Regions from separate parts of the Mus musculus genome. Here all the other regions are linked to region 1. A link is a contact called in public HiChIP or PLAC-seq and promoter capture Hi-C data. All regions are on one chromosome and are shown on one strand. Each heading gives the region's core, a stretch centred on a gene start, on an enhancer-like site or on the middle of the called end of the contact. The rest is flanking DNA. Distances are from core to core; before and after follow the strand shown.

Evidence for each region. Promoter capture Hi-C pulls out the DNA fragments that hold promoters and counts their contacts. HiChIP or PLAC-seq counts read pairs in DNA pulled down with a chosen protein or histone mark.
Region 2: a contact with region 1 is called in an H3K27ac HiChIP or PLAC-seq map of double positive thymocytes, with 7 times the contacts expected there. The contact joins the promoter of Zkscan17 here to the promoter of Drg2 in region 1. A contact is called at or near these places in 2 of 115 datasets of contacts at active chromatin or transcription factors (double positive thymocytes and large pre-B cells) and 1 of 9 other capture datasets (liver).
Region 3: a contact with region 1 is called in a promoter capture Hi-C map of embryonic stem cells, with 2.7 times the contacts expected there. The contact joins the promoter of Olfr225 here to the promoter of Drg2 in region 1. A contact is called at or near these places in 4 of 39 promoter capture datasets (embryonic stem cells, hippocampal neurons, liver and 1 more) and 1 of 115 datasets of contacts at active chromatin or transcription factors (pro-B cells).
Region 4: a contact with region 1 is called in an H3K4me3 HiChIP or PLAC-seq map of bone marrow-derived macrophages, with 4 times the contacts expected there. The contact joins the promoter of Aldh3a2 here to the promoter of Drg2 in region 1. A contact is called at or near these places in 1 of 39 promoter capture datasets (hippocampal neurons) and 1 of 115 datasets of contacts at active chromatin or transcription factors (bone marrow-derived macrophages).
Region 5: an HNF4G HiChIP or PLAC-seq map of pancreatic cancer cells shows a contact between it and region 1. The contact joins the promoter of Mprip here to the promoter of Drg2 in region 1. A contact is called at or near these places in 1 of 39 promoter capture datasets (liver), 1 of 115 datasets of contacts at active chromatin or transcription factors (pancreatic cancer cells) and 2 of 9 other capture datasets (adipose tissue and liver).
Region 6: a contact with region 1 is called in an H3K4me3 HiChIP or PLAC-seq map of pro-B cells, with 4 times the contacts expected there. The contact joins the enhancer-like site here to the promoter of Drg2 in region 1. A contact is called at or near these places in 3 of 39 promoter capture datasets (embryonic stem cells, liver and pre-B cells), 1 of 15 datasets of contacts at CTCF or cohesin (embryonic stem cells), 2 of 484 Hi-C or Micro-C datasets (the N1E-115 cell line and palatal mesenchyme), 4 of 115 datasets of contacts at active chromatin or transcription factors (embryonic basal ganglia, embryonic stem cells and pro-B cells) and 2 of 9 other capture datasets (adipose tissue and liver).

Annotation. Positions count from the first base shown.
Region 1 is chr11:60,453,173-60,456,086 of GRCm38.p6, reverse strand. Drg2 (developmentally regulated GTP binding protein 2) reads right to left here and starts at 1,496. Exons shown (of 13, transcript NM_021354.2): 1 at 1,344-1,496. The coding sequence starts at 1,407.
Region 2 is chr11:59,505,165-59,508,078 of GRCm38.p6, reverse strand. It overlaps Zkscan17 (zinc finger with KRAB and SCAN domains 17), which reads left to right and starts at 1,439. Exons shown (of 10, transcript NM_172941.4): 1 at 1,439-1,915; 2 at 2,117-2,251. 4933439C10Rik (RIKEN cDNA 4933439C10 gene) reads right to left here and starts at 2,426. Exons shown (of 5, transcript NR_015585.3): 1 at 1,193-2,426; 2 at 767-888; 3 at 141-248.
Region 3 is chr11:59,611,578-59,614,491 of GRCm38.p6, reverse strand. Olfr225 (olfactory receptor 225) reads right to left here and starts at 1,526. Exons shown (of 1, transcript NM_001011740.2): 1 at 267-1,526. The coding sequence starts at 1,526. The coding sequence ends at 267.
Region 4 is chr11:61,265,825-61,268,738 of GRCm38.p6, reverse strand. It overlaps Aldh3a2 (aldehyde dehydrogenase family 3, subfamily A2), which reads left to right and starts at 1,553. Exons shown (of 10, transcript NM_007437.5): 1 at 1,553-1,885. The coding sequence starts at 1,733.
Region 5 is chr11:59,661,121-59,664,034 of GRCm38.p6, reverse strand. Mprip (myosin phosphatase Rho interacting protein) reads right to left here and starts at 1,528. Exons shown (of 24, transcript NM_001368931.1): 1 at 1,087-1,528. The coding sequence starts at 1,209.
Region 6 is chr11:59,884,392-59,887,305 of GRCm38.p6, reverse strand. No RefSeq gene overlaps it. Among named protein-coding and RNA genes, the nearest start is that of 1810063I02Rik, 36 kb to the left of the region's middle. Within about 2 kb of position 1,470, at least 107 of the 459 cell types and tissues checked have an H3K27ac peak or open chromatin away from gene starts, as enhancers often do. A contact at or near this core is called in adipose tissue, liver, pre-B cells and 1 more, where this site is marked.

The DNA.
Region 1 (2,914 bases), core at 247-2,746:
GGCATACACAAATTTGCCATGCTGTGATCAGCCCCTGACGGAATCCAGGAGGCCACACAGCCTCCCTGCACACGTCCCATCACTGCGGCCCCAGGCAGAGGATGGGTACCTTGTGCTTAGTTCTCCTGACATCACCCAGCACTCATGGAGGGAGAACAGACTGTTTCACTGTACACCTGTCCCTTTTCCTTCTCCTTTATAGTATTGTCAGGCCGGGCGTGGTGGCGAACGCCTTTAATCCCAGCACTTGGGAGGCAGAGGCAGGCGGATTTCTGAGTTCAAGGCCAGCCTGGTCTACAGAGTGAGTTCAAGGACGGCCAGGGCTACAGCGAGAAACCCTGTCTCGAAAAACCAAAAACCAAACCAAACCAAAAAAAGTATTGTTAGGGTTACCATACTGCTTCCAAATTCTGGGGAACAGGGTTAAGTTACTGAGAAGGAATTCTGTTTCAGGTCTTACCGAATCCGCATGATAGCAGGGACATGGTTGAGACTGAGGACCTCAGCTGTCCTGCCCCAACTCCTTCCACCCTTCTCTGACTTTATCCTTGCCTCAGGACCTATGAACCTGCTGTTGCCTGAATTTAAGTCAGATCAATCCCACCCTGCCATTACTGCCTGGAAAGGTCACTTAGCCTTGTGCATCCGAACAGGAAGGGCAGCAGCACTAACTCTGTCACCACATTTCTTCAAGACTCGGGAAAGCACCAAGGCTAGACACTGCTTGGCAGTCCCACCTCTCCACTGATCCCCAACCCTCACAGTTTGATGCTTCCTTGGTGTTGTGTATTTGGGGTGGTTTACTTTAAATATTAGGTGATCACTCTGGCAAGGGCTTTGCACATGTGAACCACAACAGAGCGGGTGTTATCCCTATCCACAGATGAGGACATTGGGTCGCCAAAAACTGACATGACTTTACAAGGTTACATAGCAAGAACGTAGTGGACAAATTCTCCAGTCCCTACTTCCTTGACACTAGCTCGCTGGCGCCTGCCTGTCTGCCGGGACAAGCTGTTTTGTGAGATGTCTTCTCTTGCCCTTCTCAGCATGAAGGCCCAGCTGCCAGGACCCTAGGGGAAAATCTCCGACACTGCCTTTCTGGGTCACGGGCTTATTGTGCGCGCTGAGGTTTCTCTACTTGAACACTGAGTCCAGCACAGATCAGATCTCTCAAGAACCCTGAAATCACGTCGCTGAATGTGCCCGCTCCCGCCTCACGCACGCCTCGGCACTTCCCCGGTGTTTCTCCGGCCTCGGTGGTGGCTCCAGTTGTCCCCTCATTTTACAGACAAGAAAAACAAGGAGGGTAGAAAGGGAGACCCCTCCGATCCCGCCCTTACCCTTGTTCTTCTGCGTTCGAGCGATCTCCTTCTCGATCTCCGAGATTTTCTCCAAGATCCCCATAGTTGCAGCTTCGGCGGAGATTCACGCTGCCTATAGCTTACAGCGCTGAGCGCTCACGTCTAATGCCGGAAGCAAAGCAGTCAGAACCAGGAAGCGCACCAAGAATGGAGTCCTCCCGAGCTCCCGGTGCTACGAGATTCGGAGTCCGGGCACACCACGTGGAGAGCAGATACCATCCGTTCCTACCTCGTCCAGCTGCGATGAGCATCCGGGTCTTGACTTTGGTTCGTTAGGACCAGACCCCAAACTGCTTTGAGTTTGCAAAGCAGAGGGGGAATCTCTTTTCTCTTTGATAGTGACAGAAAAGGAGATGGGCAGAAAGTCTTAAGGCTCCCATTTTGTAAAGGCAGTAAAAGAGTCTTGGGGTCTAGCCTGCTGGAGTAACCTTTAATCCCAGTACTCAGGAGGCAGGAGCAGGAGGATTGCTGCGAATTTGAAGTCAGCTGGGTTGCACAGCTAGTATCAGTGTCAGATAGGAAAGCAAACGAAAAGTTCAAAACTGGGCTCAGCCGTTAAGAGCACTTAATGCCAGCTTTAATGTGGGGTATTGTTTTTTTGTTTTTTTAATTTTTAAATTAGATGTATTCATTTTATGTGTGTTTTGCTTGCATATATGTATGTACACCATGTGCATGTGCCAGTGGAGCTCAGAACAGGGCACCAGATCTCCTAAAAGTATAGTTTCAGACGGTGGTGAACAACCACGTGGGTTCTGGGAATCGAACATGTCTGTTTCAAGAACAAAGTGCATGGGGTCACCAGTCTCGCTTGCATTGCAGTTTCCGAATAGGTATTGCAAATTACAGCTGTTAAATGACAGTGCCAAGATAGAATGAAGCTCTGGCTGTGAACTCCAAGTCTACACACCCTCATGGTAATGCAGTAGATGTGTATGCTGTTTCTGCAAGGTAGTACGATTTAAGTGTGGTAGGTTTATATGATGTTTTGAGTGGGTATCAAAAGGTGATGGAGCATTTTGGAAGCTGGGGTGGTCAATGCAGATGAGAAGGCCTGAGAAGCCCAGGCCCAAGTCCTCAGGTCCCTTCTGCCTCAAATTTCCTTTTAAAAAACAATTAGCATTCAAAATAATGGGTTATAACATTTTAAAAGATGTTTTATTTTCCATGTATAAGTGTTTTGCCTACATGTATGTGTATACCACATGCATGTCTTCCTTGTTGCCTGCAGAGGTCAGAAGAGGGCATCAGATTGCCTGGATCTGGAGGGATGCTTGTGTCCCACCATAGGGGTCCAGAGTCAAACCTGTGCCCTCTGCAAGTACAAGTGCTCTTAAGCACTGGGCCATCTCTAGCCCCATAACATTTCCATTCATATACCTGTATCTTGCACTTCTTTTATTCCCTATCCCCACCCCTTCCATCAACTCCTTCCTAATATGGCTGTTGGAATCTTTTACCACCACCTTGTAACCCCAGAAGTAAGCTCACTTTGACTTTACAGTTGGGGGAAATGGCTCAATTTCCAAGAATGCTAACATCTTCTCTGC
Region 2 (2,914 bases), core at 190-2,689, 950 kb after region 1:
TGGTCAGTGGGGTGCACAGATGCGCCCAGGATCTGGATGGGAGTGGCAAACTGCAGCTGTCTTGCAGACTCTCAGTACATATTCCCTGAATAGCCTCACAATGAAGCAGACAGCATCAGTCTCCTGTATGAGGGAGGTACCTGAAGCACAGAGAGGTCACGCAGGCCTTAGATCACCTGACTGCGCCTTGATGGGTGTGATTTAACACAGGTGCTCCGATTCCAGTCTATTAGTCCCTATTCCAGGTTCTATGCAGAAGAAACACAGAAAGAAGGCATATTAGGAGTCATTGGCGGCTTCTGAACAGCGAGAGGGGACCTAAATCCTGAGAGTTGTGAGCTCAGGGGGAGAAACTAAAGGGAAAGTGTTTGTGGGGGGAGAAAAATCCCATGTATCAGCCACCTCCTGGCGCTGCATTTTACCTGCGTGAGGGCTCCAATAAGTGCGCCTCTGAGGAATCCAAGTATTGAGCAGCCACCAGGCAGGAGCCTAAACAGCAGCCCTTCGGGATACACAACTGGACTAATCACTAGGCTTGACTCCCCAACGGGGTCTTTGGTCATTCCAGGCTGTGCTTCCTGGCTGGTGTTTTTGAAAAGGGATTGGCATGGATTTGTAAGTCTAGGTGGCTCCTATTGCTCTCTGTGAGCCTTAAGTCCCAGCCTTGGGTGACCCTTGCTTGCTCAGCGTTCTTCTGCACTTGGGGAACAATCATCCACTTGACTCACCTCCTAATGTCCCAAAACCTCGACCCTTAACTCCATACCTACTAGTCGGAAGAGATTGTCCCAGTCCCAATTATTAGAAGGAAACGGAAGCACGAAGTCTGCCGGTGGTGGGGTGTCTCTATCAAACCACCTTCTTTAAGGGTGACTTCCTACCATGTACCTTCGAAAGAGAACCAGAAAGGGGAAAAAAAATCAGCACAGTAGCTCACTTCTAGGCAGATTTTTCTTTGCTTCCTCCCTTTGACAGTCCGGCTCCATTGTCCAGCCCGAGGGAACTGAGGGAGGATTTGGACTCTACTCAACACAGGGTAGATGAGGCAGGAATAGGTTCCAATGCCCTAGTTCTTGGTCACCTCTCACTCTCCGTGACTTAAGTCACTCTGTCCTGTGTTTATGCATTAAGCCAGCGACAAGCTCCCCAACTCATACTCTCAGGATTGGCAACCTTCTCTCTCCGTACTCACCAGGACTATCCTGGTGCTCAGAGGGACCCAGAGTGCTACAGTCTTCCTTAAACAGAGAAATCGTAGATCATCTCCATGCCACGAAGCCGCGGGCCGCTGCTTCGGCGAGCACCGTGGATCGCTGGGTCTGCATTTCTCCAGTCCTACCGATTTGGGTGGCTCTGGCAGCGTTGGCTTTGAAATGGAATTGCGGCTGGAAGGGATTGGGGCACAACAGCACACACGGGATGCAAATGGTCACTGGGAGATCCCCTTACACCTCATCCCTCCTCCTCCCAATTCTGGCATTTCGCCAGCGCCGCCAGACCAGCCCTTCCCTGCGCCCACACAAGAGGAGCAGAGAAGAGCAAAGCCCCAAGCCGGCCTCCCTGGCTGGTGGCCGCGCGAACTGGCCCCCAGCGCCCGGGTCCCGCCGGGGCGCGCGCGCGCATCCCGAGCCCGCTAGGAAGGCCCACAAAGCTAAAGCCCGGGCCCCGGGCCCAGGCCGGGAGAGCACGGAGCGGGGCGGGGCGGGGCGGTCCAGGCGGGCCGGGGGTGTCGGATGTCACCCCCCCGCGTACACCTCGGCCAGGAGGCGGGGAAGCGAACCACTGAGATGAGGAGACCTCCTCGGTCCTAGAGCGGTGCAGGAAGTGTCCCAGGGGAGGGAGCCGGAGGGCTCCGGCCTTTCCTTTCCGCGGCGGCCCGGCCTACGCGGCCCGCCAACCGGGACGCTGCGCAGCGGTGAGTATACTGTGGCCCGGCTTCCCATGCCCCGCTGTCTGAACCCGGAACCCGCTCCCCACTTCCCGCGCTCTGATCCCCAGCCCGCGCCTGGGTCCTGCTCCCTGTTCTCCTCTTCCCGCGTCCGGGCCCAGATCCCTGCTCCCAGAGCCGCGTCCTCATAGGTGCCCTCGGGGATGAAGCAATACAATTCTCTTCCAGGCGTCTCCCTTCGCTCCCAAGCCCAGCTGATGCATTCTAGAGGATCCCGAGACAGGGTTGGCCTGGCCAGGGACCGAGTCTGGCCCATGCATTGGAGCCGCCTCTGCCAAAACACCAGAGAGACCGAGCTGGAAGGTGAGGATCTGCTCGCCTGCTGTCCCGGGCTTCGAAGGAAAGAGCCAGCAAATCTGAAAGAGTGGAAGCGACAGAAACCCCATAGTTCTCCTGGCCTAAAACACCCTCCTCTTCCTCCTCCTCCTGCTCTTCATTCCTTCCCTGGGATCCTGCGCCTTCAATAACTGCTTTGGGCAAGCCCCGCCCCTGCGGGAGCCCTCCCCTCCCTAACGGTAGTTCATTCATAAAGCTTCCGCTCCCGAGGCTCCTGCGCGCCAGGTGCCAGAGTGACAAAGAGGCACACGCTTGTCTGGCCTAGGGCTCTTTGAGAGCAGTCCCCCAGCAGAACCGGGTGCTGAGGGTGGGACCCTGGACACACTATCCTAAGTGTAGACCTGAGCCATTCAGGGCCCAGCAGGTGGGAGACAGTGGGCGGAGGAAGCAGGAGAGAGCGGGCGGGGCCCGGATTGGGTTCTTAATACGGGAGTAAGACGTGAGAGTAGTCGAGGTTCACAGCCTGTTGCTTTCAGAAGCTCGCGTCGGGTGTCTGCCTTTACTTCGGCAATCAGAGGAATACAGAAAAGTTGAGGTTCCAGGTTGTTATTCGGTTGCTTGGTGGCTTTCTGGTATCGCTTGTCTTCCAGCAAAGTGGTGCTGCCCCGCTGGGAGTCTCTTCCAGGTGAG
Region 3 (2,914 bases), core at 277-2,776, 840 kb after region 1:
ATGCTTGCTACATTCACTAAACTCACTTTGTGACCTATACATGGGCCATGACCTGAAGTTTAAAATAAGCAATGCTTTTAGTTAAACAGTTAAGTCCGTTTGTGCGGGGACAGGGAGGAGGGTTGGCTGGTGACCATCAGAGGACATGGGAATGTTTGCTCCACAGGGTGGAGCAATAGAGCTGGAAAACTGAGACAGCTTTCTATGGGAGAGAGCAAGTGTTCCCATTACTTCTCTGACACACAGGCACATGCGCACACATTCTGTCAGACGGTGCCTCCTTCCTCTTGTGTCTGAACAGCATCACAGGTTAGCTGTAAATAAATCATTTCCTCCACTCTGTGCAAAAAAGGAAGCCACAGGTCTTTTTCTGTCAGTTTGCTGGGGTTTTTTTTTGTAAGAAGTCCTATCTCCTTGAATAAAATGGAGGCCCTTCCCTGCAGACAGTAATATACATCACTGATCTGGGACCTATGGGATACAAGACACCACATCGTTGCCACCTTTGGCTTATTGTCACTATGATTCACTATGGGTCCGAAACACATGGACAAGTGAGGTGAGTTCCAGGTCCTGTCAGTGCCCTGCGGGTCGAGCAGGTTTCTATCTTTTCCCAGAACCTTCAACATGGCCGCCTTCATGTCTTTGTTTCTCAGAGAGTAGATGAAAGGGTTTAGCGTGGGGGTCACCAGGCAGTAGAACAGAGTTAGAAACTTGCCCTGGTCCTGGCTTGCCAAATTGCCAGGCTGCATGTACATGTAGATGATGCTACTGTAGAAAAGAGACACCACCGCCATGTGTGACGAGCAGGTGTTGAAGGCCTTGCGCCGACTAGCTGTAGACTTGATCCTCAGGACGGCGGCAGCAATGTAGCCGTAGGAGACCAGGATCATAATGAGAGGCACAAGAACAATAGGGATGGCCAGGATGAAAATTAGGCCTTCTATCCAGCTTGTGTCCACACAGGAGATGTGGATGATAGCCGGCATCTCGCACACAAAGTGGTTGATACGGCGATGACCACACCGCCCCAGAGACATGGTCAGTGGGGACATCAGTGTCGAGCTGGCTGTGCCACCGAGCCAGGCAAAGGCTGCCAGCTTCAGGCACAGCTGTGGGTGCATGATGGTCAGGTAATGCAGTGGCTTGCAGACAGCTACAAAGCGGTCGTAGGCCATAACTGACAGGAGAATGCACTCGATGCCCCCCACGGACAGGAAGGCAAAGAGCTGAACAGCACATCCTACGAAGCTGATGGTCTTCCGTGGGCCCCAGAGGTTAATCTGGAACTGGGGGATGCTACTGGTGCTGTAACAGAGGTCAAGAAGGGACAGGTTGCTGAGGAAGAAGTACATGGGTGTGTGTAGCCGGAGGTCCATGAGGGAGAGGAAGATGATGGCTGAGTTGCCTGTGACAGCTAGAAAATAAAAGACCGTACAGACAACAAAGAGGACCATCTCCAGCCGGGGCTGGTCAGAGAAGCCCAGGAGAATAAACTCCCCAGAGCTCTCATTGTTCTTCTCCATCAGCTGTGACCTGTTCAGAAAGCATGACACACAAGCATTAGGAAAAAGCCAAGATGATCTGGACACAAACGGTCCCCCAGCAGGGACGTATTTCACCACATCATCAATATTTTAACTGTAGCGACTTGTTTAATGCTTGCCTGTCAGGTGAGGTACCAGGAGAAGATATTTGTCTACCATGGAAGGAAGCTCAAACTATCCCCCAAAGAGCACTCTAATCCATTTAATTAAGGTAAACGGATAAATGTTCAAATCTTTTTTTTTTAGTTTAAAAATGGAGCACCTATTGATATTTTTAGAAATAAAGTAACATTTTAAAAAGTCACTTTCCCAGAGTCTTCTAACATTGCAGTGATTTTCAAAAACTTGATACAATCACCTTTTCATTTTTGTGAAATTGTTTCAAGAAGTTTGCTTGGATCTCCCATTTCCTCACCCCATGTCCATGTTTCAGTCATCAAAGATCAGTTGCATAAAAACCTAGGCTATTGTTCTTATGATCTTGTGCCACGAGTTACAGGTGGAAAGGGAATGAGGCACACGTTGGCATTCAAGTTACTCACAGTGACTAACTATGCTTCCAGGAAACTAAGAGCCCATGGTCCTAAATGTTCTGACTTCTGAAAAGCTAAAGATTTGGTCTCACCTTGTGACCTAGTGATTCAAGTGACATTGCCTAAGAGACCCAAAGTAGCTTTCATTGTGTGGAGTTTTTCTGAAAATTATGGCACACAGGAAGGAAAAAAAAAAAAGAGCAAAATGTCTCACAAATATGAGACATGTTGATTTTCAAGCTTCCTGAAGCCCCAGCGTTCTAAGATGCTGGTCTGCAAGGAGGAATTCACCTGTCAGGAGGATGCTTAGGAATACCCAAGCCCTGTTTGCTGCAAAGACCTCTCCTCAGAATGACCTGCATCTCTGAGAGATGCATGAAGAGACCGAGTCCAGGATTGAGATGTTGCAGCCAGGTGAGGCCCTCAGATGAAAGGGGAGTCAGGGCATTTTTCCCAAGAGAAGAAAAATGATTGCTAAAGGCTGAAATCTTCCCGCACATGGTTCTCTGTGCTTGGCCTTTCTCTTAAGAAAAGTCGCAGCCATGTTCTTGGGCAACAGAAGCTGGCAGCTGTCCTCCCTCATACCCCGCATGCCACAAGTCAACAGCCTGTTACTTGTCTCATGGCTACACTTTAAACCACGCTTTGCTTCCAGTTTAAAAAAGGGAATCCAGTAATACAATGAATGAAAAATAGAAGAAGTAGAAAATAAATATCACATGCTCCAAGATACAAAAAGACAATGGCAAAGGGTGAGTTCCCTTGACCACATTCTTTAATTGAAGGCTAGAGGTTATTTTCTTGTCCAAAGAAATACCTTGATTCATGGTTATC
Region 4 (2,914 bases), core at 304-2,803, 810 kb before region 1:
CAAATCCTATAAGAAGAGGCACATCCAGAGGCCAAGACTTATAGGCTTATAGAGGATTATATGGGCTTTGAATTTTATTCTCTGGAGAGTTTTGAGAGAGGGACTGACTAATAAAGGTCACCGTACATTCTGAATGTATCAGTGACGCTGAAGGGGAACTAGTCAAACCCACCCAGTTACTTCATGCAGGAAGGATTTCAGGAATAATGAAGGAAGCATGGGGGTGGAGTGGGGCGGATGGTCTCAAAGATCAGAAACTGCTCCAATGAATCTCAGCTGAAACTCATTGCAGTACTGCCCACTTCTGTGCCATTTGGAGACACTGTGACTGTCATCCTCTAGGACTAGGAGCCACCTTGTCCAAGAAATTCCTAGAGGCAGGAATATACTGACTCTCCTTCCACGATAGAAATGCCAGCACCTGCCACACTACTGAGTCCATGGGGAAACAGAAATCTTTAGTGTCCTGGTAGTCTGTCCTTCCTTCCTTCCTTACTTTCTTCCTCTGGCAGAACTTCCTGGGAGGCCAAGGAGGGAGGAGAACCTACTCTGGGCTCCTGAACTACAGAGTGTAAAACGGTAAGTACAGAGCTAAGAAGTAACAGATTCATAGTCGCCAACCAATCAAGCAAGCAGCCTATTAGAGTGCTATTGCTATATATAGTAGATATGTAGTATGGTTTGAACCACTCATTATTGGGCTCAACATATATTTTGAAGATCAAGTCAAAGAGACAGGGAACACTGTAGGAAGTATGAGTTGTTTGCTGAAGAATAATAAAAAGTTCTAATGAAATTAACTATAAGAAGTCCATTATAAGTGTAAATAGAGATTAGCATTTAAATGTGTCCTTGGGAGTCCAAGGAAAGATTGGGTGAGAGCCTTCTCTGCTCTCTACTGGTAGAATTAGATGAGTGACTGCGCGGAGAGAACTTAGTCCCAGACATTTGAATACTTTAATGGGTCAGAAAAGGGAGAAATCCAGAGATGGAAAACCTAGGGAACGCCAAGGAAGGGAAGCGGAAATGTTTCCAGAAGATGGGAAGGACAACACAAAGTGACCGCCGTCGCTGAGCAGCCCCAGATGGGTACGAAAGTCAACCATTGCTAATTAGCCTGGAGAGGAAATTTGGGAAAAAACCTTGGATGGTACGCAGTAGAGAGGATTGAAAATCAGTGTGGGCGATGACAATGCTTGTGTGTGTGTGTGTGTGTGTGTGTGTATACACTGGATTCACCTCCTTCGCGTGCGTCACCCGGCCCGCCCCACCCAGGCCCGCCCTACCCAGGCCCAGCGACTTTGCCTCTGAATCTGAGGCACTGCAGGCGAAGGGAGACTACTTCCGGCCGGGTGAGCACCCTCGGGCCTCAGTTCCTCCTCCTAGAGGACGCTTGGCTCTTTTCTGAAGCCAGAAGGACTTCTTCCGCGTCTTCGCGTGCCAAAAATTGCACCTACACACCCGGCGCCCGGGGACCGCAATCCCGCGGCTAGATTAGAGGTAAGGGGCGGGGCCTCATAGTCACGTGCAGCAGCTCAGCCAATGAGTGCGCACTTTGTCGTTAGCAGGGAAGTGCTGGGGTTTGGCCCACACCCGGGCCGGGTCTAGGCCAGTAGGCGGATAGGACCCAGCAGCGGAAAGTGGCAGTGAGCTGTGGCATCATCCATAGCAGCTCCTTACTGGTACTGTGCTCCCTCACCTGCCTCGCTCCGCGTTCTCCTCAGGCCCGGCCATGGAGCGCCAGGTCCTACGGCTTCGCCAGGCGTTCCGGTCCGGCCGATCTCGGCCGCTGCGCTTCCGATTGCAGCAGCTTGAGGCCCTGCGGAGGATGGTGCAAGAGCGCGAGAAGGAAATCTTAGCAGCCATCGCGGCAGACCTGAGCAAAGTGAGCCTCCACAGGGTGGGAGGGGCCCGATGAGCCACCTTATTCCTTCTCTGTAGCAGGTTGTTTGGTTTTGTTTATCCAGCAGTTAAGAGGAAGCAGAGTACCCTGGACTCTGGACTCTCCAGCCCCGCTTAGAGCCCAAACTGTTGTATTTGCACTCATATTGAAGTGCATACTTTACTTGGCGCCGGCAATTTCTCGTCTGCGAACGCTCTGTATAGCCTTGCCCATTTCTGCTGCGTTCATAGTCTCTTTCCTTACAATGTGCAGTTAACTCTGGATAGGCTGGATCTCAGTAGTTTGTCTGCTTGGTAGGTTTCAGCTATTTCACTCCCTGTCTTTATTTCATGACGTTAAAAGAATGGTTTCTTTTTGTTGACAGTTCTTTTTATTTCCTATAATCTTCAGCACTGAAATTCCCCATATGACTTTGTGTGACATTAATCATATACATGATTGACCTCCAGTATACAGACAATCACCCTGGGGACCTGATAAAATACAAATCCTGACTTAGTCCTCGTGAGACTGTGTCTGAGATTTCTAATGAGGGCCCAGGTGATAACATATGGCCTGTTTAGAAGCAAGCTTTGAGTACCAAGGTTTTAAGTAGTGTTCAAGGTACAACTATGGTCTGTTGTACTCTCTAGTAATATTATTTCTCCCTTTTACTTTCTATCTGTATTCCAGGCATGGTAAGACCTCTATTTTCAGATTTTCAATCAAAGACTGCTTCAAAAAGTGGTAACAGTAGTTGTAGTAGAATCTAGAAACCTTCCTTCAGAGTACTTCTGGTAAAGAGGGGCTGTGGTAATTAGTAAACAAGATAGGATAGTGAATATTAAAACTCTGTGAATCATCCACTCCTCAAACATCAGATAGTTTGTGTATGTTTGTTCATACATAGCGTTCCTGAAGAAAATATATTAAGTCCAGAATTTAAAATCTGGCTCCAAAGTAGAACATATGCAGGTGTGACTCTGGTTATAAACCAGTGCGTTAAGGATGAAGTATCAAGATGCTGCTCAA
Region 5 (2,914 bases), core at 279-2,778, 790 kb after region 1:
AGGGCACTTCAAAGCAATGTTTTCAGTCTAAACAGCTCTTTCCAAAAGGAGTGGCTACAACTAGGTGGCACTGGCTGGACCGTGTGGGGAACTCCACTGAAGTCAGCAAGCAGGGGGCAAAGGAAGTGGGCGAGGGGAAAGGGGAGCAGGATATATAGTGCTTTCCCAAAGTGCTGCAAACAAGGCCAGGAATCCTCAACACCAGAAACGGGAGAGCAACCAGTTCCCAAGGGCCAGTTGCCCAAATTGGAGACCTTGTACCAACACAAATTCCCAATCTCCTACACTGCTCCGGGGTTGGAGGTCTTTGGCAATCTAGGACAATGTTTTCCATGACTGTGACTTGGAGGTCTGGAACTCTGTTTTCCATGACTGTGACTTTGACACGGGTTAGGAAGAGCGTCTAACCTGGTCCAAAATCCTGACTAACAAATTAAGGGCAGACAGAGGGGGAAACCAACTTTCCCCAGAATGTACAGGTCTTCTTGGTCTCCTGGGCCAGAAAGCAAAACCAAGAAGGGAAGCCCCTACCCCTCGACAAAAGCTATTCCTACCTTCAGTTCAAGAGCAAGACCCACCCATCTGAAGAGAAACACCTCATCTCTCTTCAGACCCTGACGGTGACAGTGACTTAGAAGGAGAGCAGGCTCTATTCCACAAGATGGAAACTGGTGACCCACGCAAACATGCCAATTCCTGGGACAGTTTGGTGGCCAAGTCTGCGTCCAGTCCCAAGACAAGTCGCGAGGGGGGCGAGGGGGGGGGTAGTACTGACAAGTGGCAAGCAAGCCCCACTTTGTTCCTATCCAGGGAAACCAGACATTTTTTTGAGTCACCCAACAAGCATGAATCACACGGCAGAGCTATGGGAACGGGAAAGGATGTTATTTTTCGGCATTCTTGAGGATTTTCCCTTTGTCCCAGCTCTATCGATACTCTTCCCGCCCCCATTCCAACCCCATCCCCCAACTCTCACGCATTTTTTTTCCCTGCTCCATTTTTATTCTCTCTTGGCCTTCGCAGGCTCTGCGCTCCCCGGCACGACTCGCAGGCAGGACTCTCAGCTCCGCACCCGCGGCAGCTCACCTGCGTCAGGTCCTCGTCGTTGAGCAGATGCGACTCGCGGGGCTTGAAGCAGTTCTGACACTTGCTCTTGTTGAAGATGTTGGCCTGAAATTTCCTGCACGGGTTTTCCTTGGCCGCCGACATGTCGGCTAGGCGGCCGCGGAGCGGGCCGCCACGGCCCAGCGCTCTCCCGGGGGTCGGGGACTCAGCGCGGCCGCCGCCGCATTTTGCGCTGGCCGCCGCAGGCCCGGAAAGGCCTCCCCTCTCGCGCCGCGCCCCGCCTGCTCGCCGCGGCCTCAGAGCGCGCGCGCCGCCTCGCGCCCCGCCCCGCCGCCCGGCCGCTGTGGGCCCATGGACGGACGCGGCCTCCGGCCGCTGGCTCCACCGCGGCCGCCCCCAAGGCGCCGGCCGGCAAGTCCAGCCGTCGCGCTCACCCGGCGCCCGCCGCCACCGCGAACGAACCGAGCTGGGCGCCGCGCGCACTCGGGGAGGGGCGGGGTGGGGCGGGGCACCGCAACCGGCAGCCCCGCGAGCCAATGGCACCCGCACGCTCCTGCTAACAAAGAAACCCGTCGACCAATGGATGACGGGGGCGGGACCGGGAGCAGCGGGCGCAAGGTAACTTGTCCAGGCTGGGAAGGTGGAGGCGCTGGGATGGAACTTTCAGGTTTGGTGGACTGGCGCCGCCGCCCGCGGCCTGACAGCTGCGGCGTTGGGCTGGGCTGCTCCCGGAAGGACGCCGGAGATCTCCGCGGTCTCCCTGCGGGCCCCTGTCTTTCTCGTAGTCTCTTCGCTGCGGCCTTCTGCCTCGTCTAGCCTGCGCCCCTACTGTGTGCTAGGTCTGTGGTCGACCCAGATGCCACCATAAAGACTAGAAATTGTTTCAAGTGCTTCCCGTGTTTTAGATCATTAAAGTTCCATAACCTTCCCGTGACCATTCCGGTTTTACGTAAGGAAACTGAGGCGCGCGGAGCAGTTAAGTAATAAGACGTAGTGTTTCCGAGGTGACTAGAAGATGTCAGCAGCCGTGAGGAGTTGTCAATTCTATTATGGGAGCCCAATTCTGCTAGAGTTACGTACGCACTCTTACCTCCGTTTTGTGCTTGAGGAGACAAAAGCTCAGACACTGCGAATAGCTTGTGCAAGGTCACTCTGCAAGAAGGGCCTGAACTATATACTACAGGCCACTCTTGTCCAGACTCCCAGGCAAAAGGCCACTTGGAAAGGAAACGACAGAGGAGTCCAGAATGGGCGGAGGGGAGGGGGATGGAGGGGGACAACCCCTGCTCCTTAGGAGGCAAATTGTTCCCAGCAGCAGTGAAATGGATCTAAGCAGAGAGCATGCAGAACTGTTCCCAAGGTATGCAGGTGTAAGTGTGGGGAGGAGGAACAAGAAAGGAGTATGTGGTCCCAGAACTCTGAAAGTAGATCTAGGAGGGTGGAGAGTTTAAGGCCAGTCTGGACCGTAATGAGACCTTTATAAGGAGGCTAAGGAGGAGAGGAAAGGGAAAGAGTGAGGGAGGCAAGACAGAAAGGAGGAATCACTTTGACCTGAGATTCCAGGCTCAGCTGGCTGGCAGTTCCAGAAGTCAGCCTGTGTTTTTTAACAGGCTGAACTAACTCATTCTTCACAATGGAGGTGATATTGGAGCAGGTGGTGGCACTGAGAGCAGCTGCGCTCAGGTCACAAGGAGGCTTTAGGAGAGAAATGCCTTCAGAGTTGCGTACTTTTCCACTGGTCATCTGGTGACTACCCCGGGGAGGTGCATTTCCATTTTGAGAAAGAAATGCTCTCCTGCACAAGGAATCAGGAATGAAGGAGCCCAGATCAAAGTGTGCCTGCAGCCTG
Region 6 (2,914 bases), core at 221-2,720, 570 kb after region 1:
TTGCTAGCATTGTTCCCCTTTGAAACCTTTAGCTGAGCCCCCATAATCAACGTGTCTCTTATCACTACTCACTGTCTTTCCAAGTTCCTACTGTGATGGCCCATTAAGCCCCATTTATAACACTCAACTGCTTTCTTAGTCCAAAGTCCCAAAGTCTTCTACATTCCTCTAATAAAGAGCATGGTCAGGACACAACAATAGCCCATTCCCTGGTACCAACTTCTGTCTTAAAGTTACTTTTCTATTGCTGTGATAAAACACCATGATCAAGGCATAAAAGAAAGTGTTTACTTTAGTTTATGGCCTCTGAAGGTTAGCATTCATGACTGCAGAAAGATCACATCCTGACTGATCCACAAGTAGGAGAGAGAGAGAGAGAGAGAGAGAGAGAGAGAGAGAGAGAGAATGAGAACACTGGGAATCCTCCAACAAGGCCATACCTCCTAATTCCCCCACAAAGTTCCACCAACTGTGAAGCAGAGGAGGCTGTGGGGACCATTTCTATTCAAACCATCACAATCAGCCTGTATGCATGTCCAGCCACACACTACAACTGGTTGATCGCCCTGGTTACCTGCTGCCTGGAAGCTGTGGGACCACTCTCTGCCAGCATCTCAAGAGAGGGTGGGAGGGAGCACTTAGCACCAGCCTGGGAAGACACCAAAACAGGAGACTTCAAAGTCATTCCATTTGGTGAAGTAAGTATAACACATCACACCTTACAGTAAGTCAAGGATCAGCCAGGGAAGATGCGCCACATAGAAAATGACCAGGAGGTCAATACCTCCTTCCCAGATCTGAGCATAGGCTTTACACAGCATCGCAGGGCACCTGAGCGTCAGGTCCCCATTCCCAAGACTTTCCCAACCCACAGCAAAAGGCCTAGCAGGGCTCTCCTCCAAGGAAAAAGTGGAGGTTTTTTTTGGGTGTGTGTGAATAAGAGTGGCCCCCATAGGTTCATATATTTAAATGCTTAGTCATCAGGGAGTGGCACCACTGGAGAAGGATTAGGAGGTGTGGCTTCGTTAGAAAAAGTATGGTTTTAAGGTTCCAAATGCTCAAGCCAGACCCAGCGGCCCTGACTCTTTCTGCTGCCTGTAATCTGGTTGTAGAACTCTCAGCTATGTCTCCAGCACCATGTCTGCCTGCCATGAGGACAATGTACTCAACTTCTGAAACTAAGACAGCTCCAGTGAAATGTGTTCCTTTATAAGAGTTACAGTGGTCATGACGTCACTTCACAGCACTAGAACACTAAGACATGGCACCTTAGCCAAAGGGGATGGAGAAGGATGCAATAGGAGAACCCAGGAAGGATTTGGAGTGCTCTGCAGGGAGAACATCCTTCACTATCCAAGGTCAGCAAAGGAGAAACAATGTTTCTGAAGTCGTGGGTACAGAAGGGCGTGATGTGTGGTCCAGCTCTGCGGGTAGCTACGCCTCAGCCTAATCTGACTTCCCCAGTCCCAGGGGAAGGCCAGGAACTGAGAATAGACGTCATCCTATTTTCCAAACAAACAGCTGGCATAGTGCCTTTAAACTCTGAAAATTTTGTTTCTTCTTCACCGTTTTCGTCAGCTATCCTTGGGGCTTTATAAATAGAACCACTCAAACGCAGGCAGGGGTAAATCAGGCAGCCAGTCTGAATATTCAGCACAGGGCTCAGAGCCTGGGGAAGAACAAAATGGGTGAATTAATGGCCAGGCAGAGCCACCAGCTACTTCCTGGGGCCCCAGAGAGAGGAAACCTGCAAGGGCAACAGGGCAACAGATGGTCAGAAGCCCCAGAAAAGACTACGCGGCCTCTGAACTTGTCTGCCTTTCCCAGAAGCCCTCCATGCTTCCGGAACACCCTCCCACGGAGCTTCCGGTGCCATATGGCCCAGGAGCGCCCCCAAGCCCTGTGCTCTCGCTCCTTTAAGTGCTCTCCTTCCTCCACAAGAAGCTTTTCTCAAGAATCCAGGGCTAATCATGGCTGCAGGCTCCTGTTTTCATATGGCTCTGGGGCGCCTCCATGTGAGACCAGCTGCCGATGGCTACAGCTGTTTAAACACTGCCTGTGCTATCACATGGATATCTCTGTGTGGTTGCGGGAGGCCATGCAGGATGATGCCTTCAGGATGTTTATATTCTTGGGACGGTGGGGGTGTCACTGTCACAGGAGGTTGGGTGCCATCACCGTGCTCCTCTACCCTTTCCCACGGGCCTACCCTTCTGCACAAGGCTGCGCGGGCCTTGTCTTAGTTCTTAGTCCCTCCATGGTCTTCAGCTTTCTGAACTGTGCCCTTCCCTCATGGCCCTTCTTATCACCTGCCCTGCCCTGCAAATTCCCCTTTTTCTTGTGTCCTATTTAAATATCTGTCCATCTCTCTTCTTCCTCTCCATCTCTGTTCCTTTGGGATCTTAGGGGTTAGGGACATAGCCTTTCCCCCCAAATGAAGGAGAGTTGCAGGTGGTGGCCCAGAAGCTGGAGGTGGAGAGGTCCAAGTTTAGGCAAAGGATGCCATTTAAGAAAGACCTGGTGTCCGAACACTGTTGAAGAGCAGTCTTCACCCACCTCAGCCTCTGGAGGAGGGAAGTGTAGTGTAGAGGCTTTGTGGTGGGATACAGGCTCCAACCAAAGTGGTGGTGAGTAGCTAGTGAGGTCAGAGGAGCTGGGCTAGGCAGGAGGCAGAGATGAGGACTTGGCAGTAATGAAAGGCTTTGCGTACACAGGGGTATCTACCTCAGCTGACACCCTGGGAACAGGCTGGGCAGTTGCTCAGCATGAAGTTGACCCAAGCTCCAGTAACCATTGACAGCAGATGGGCTGGAAGCCAAAGCTGGGGGAACCTAACATCAGACAGTGTCAAGAAAGAAGCTGATAGGAACTGAGGTCACAGCCCTCCTCAGGGAAGTCCCACTCTACCCCATTG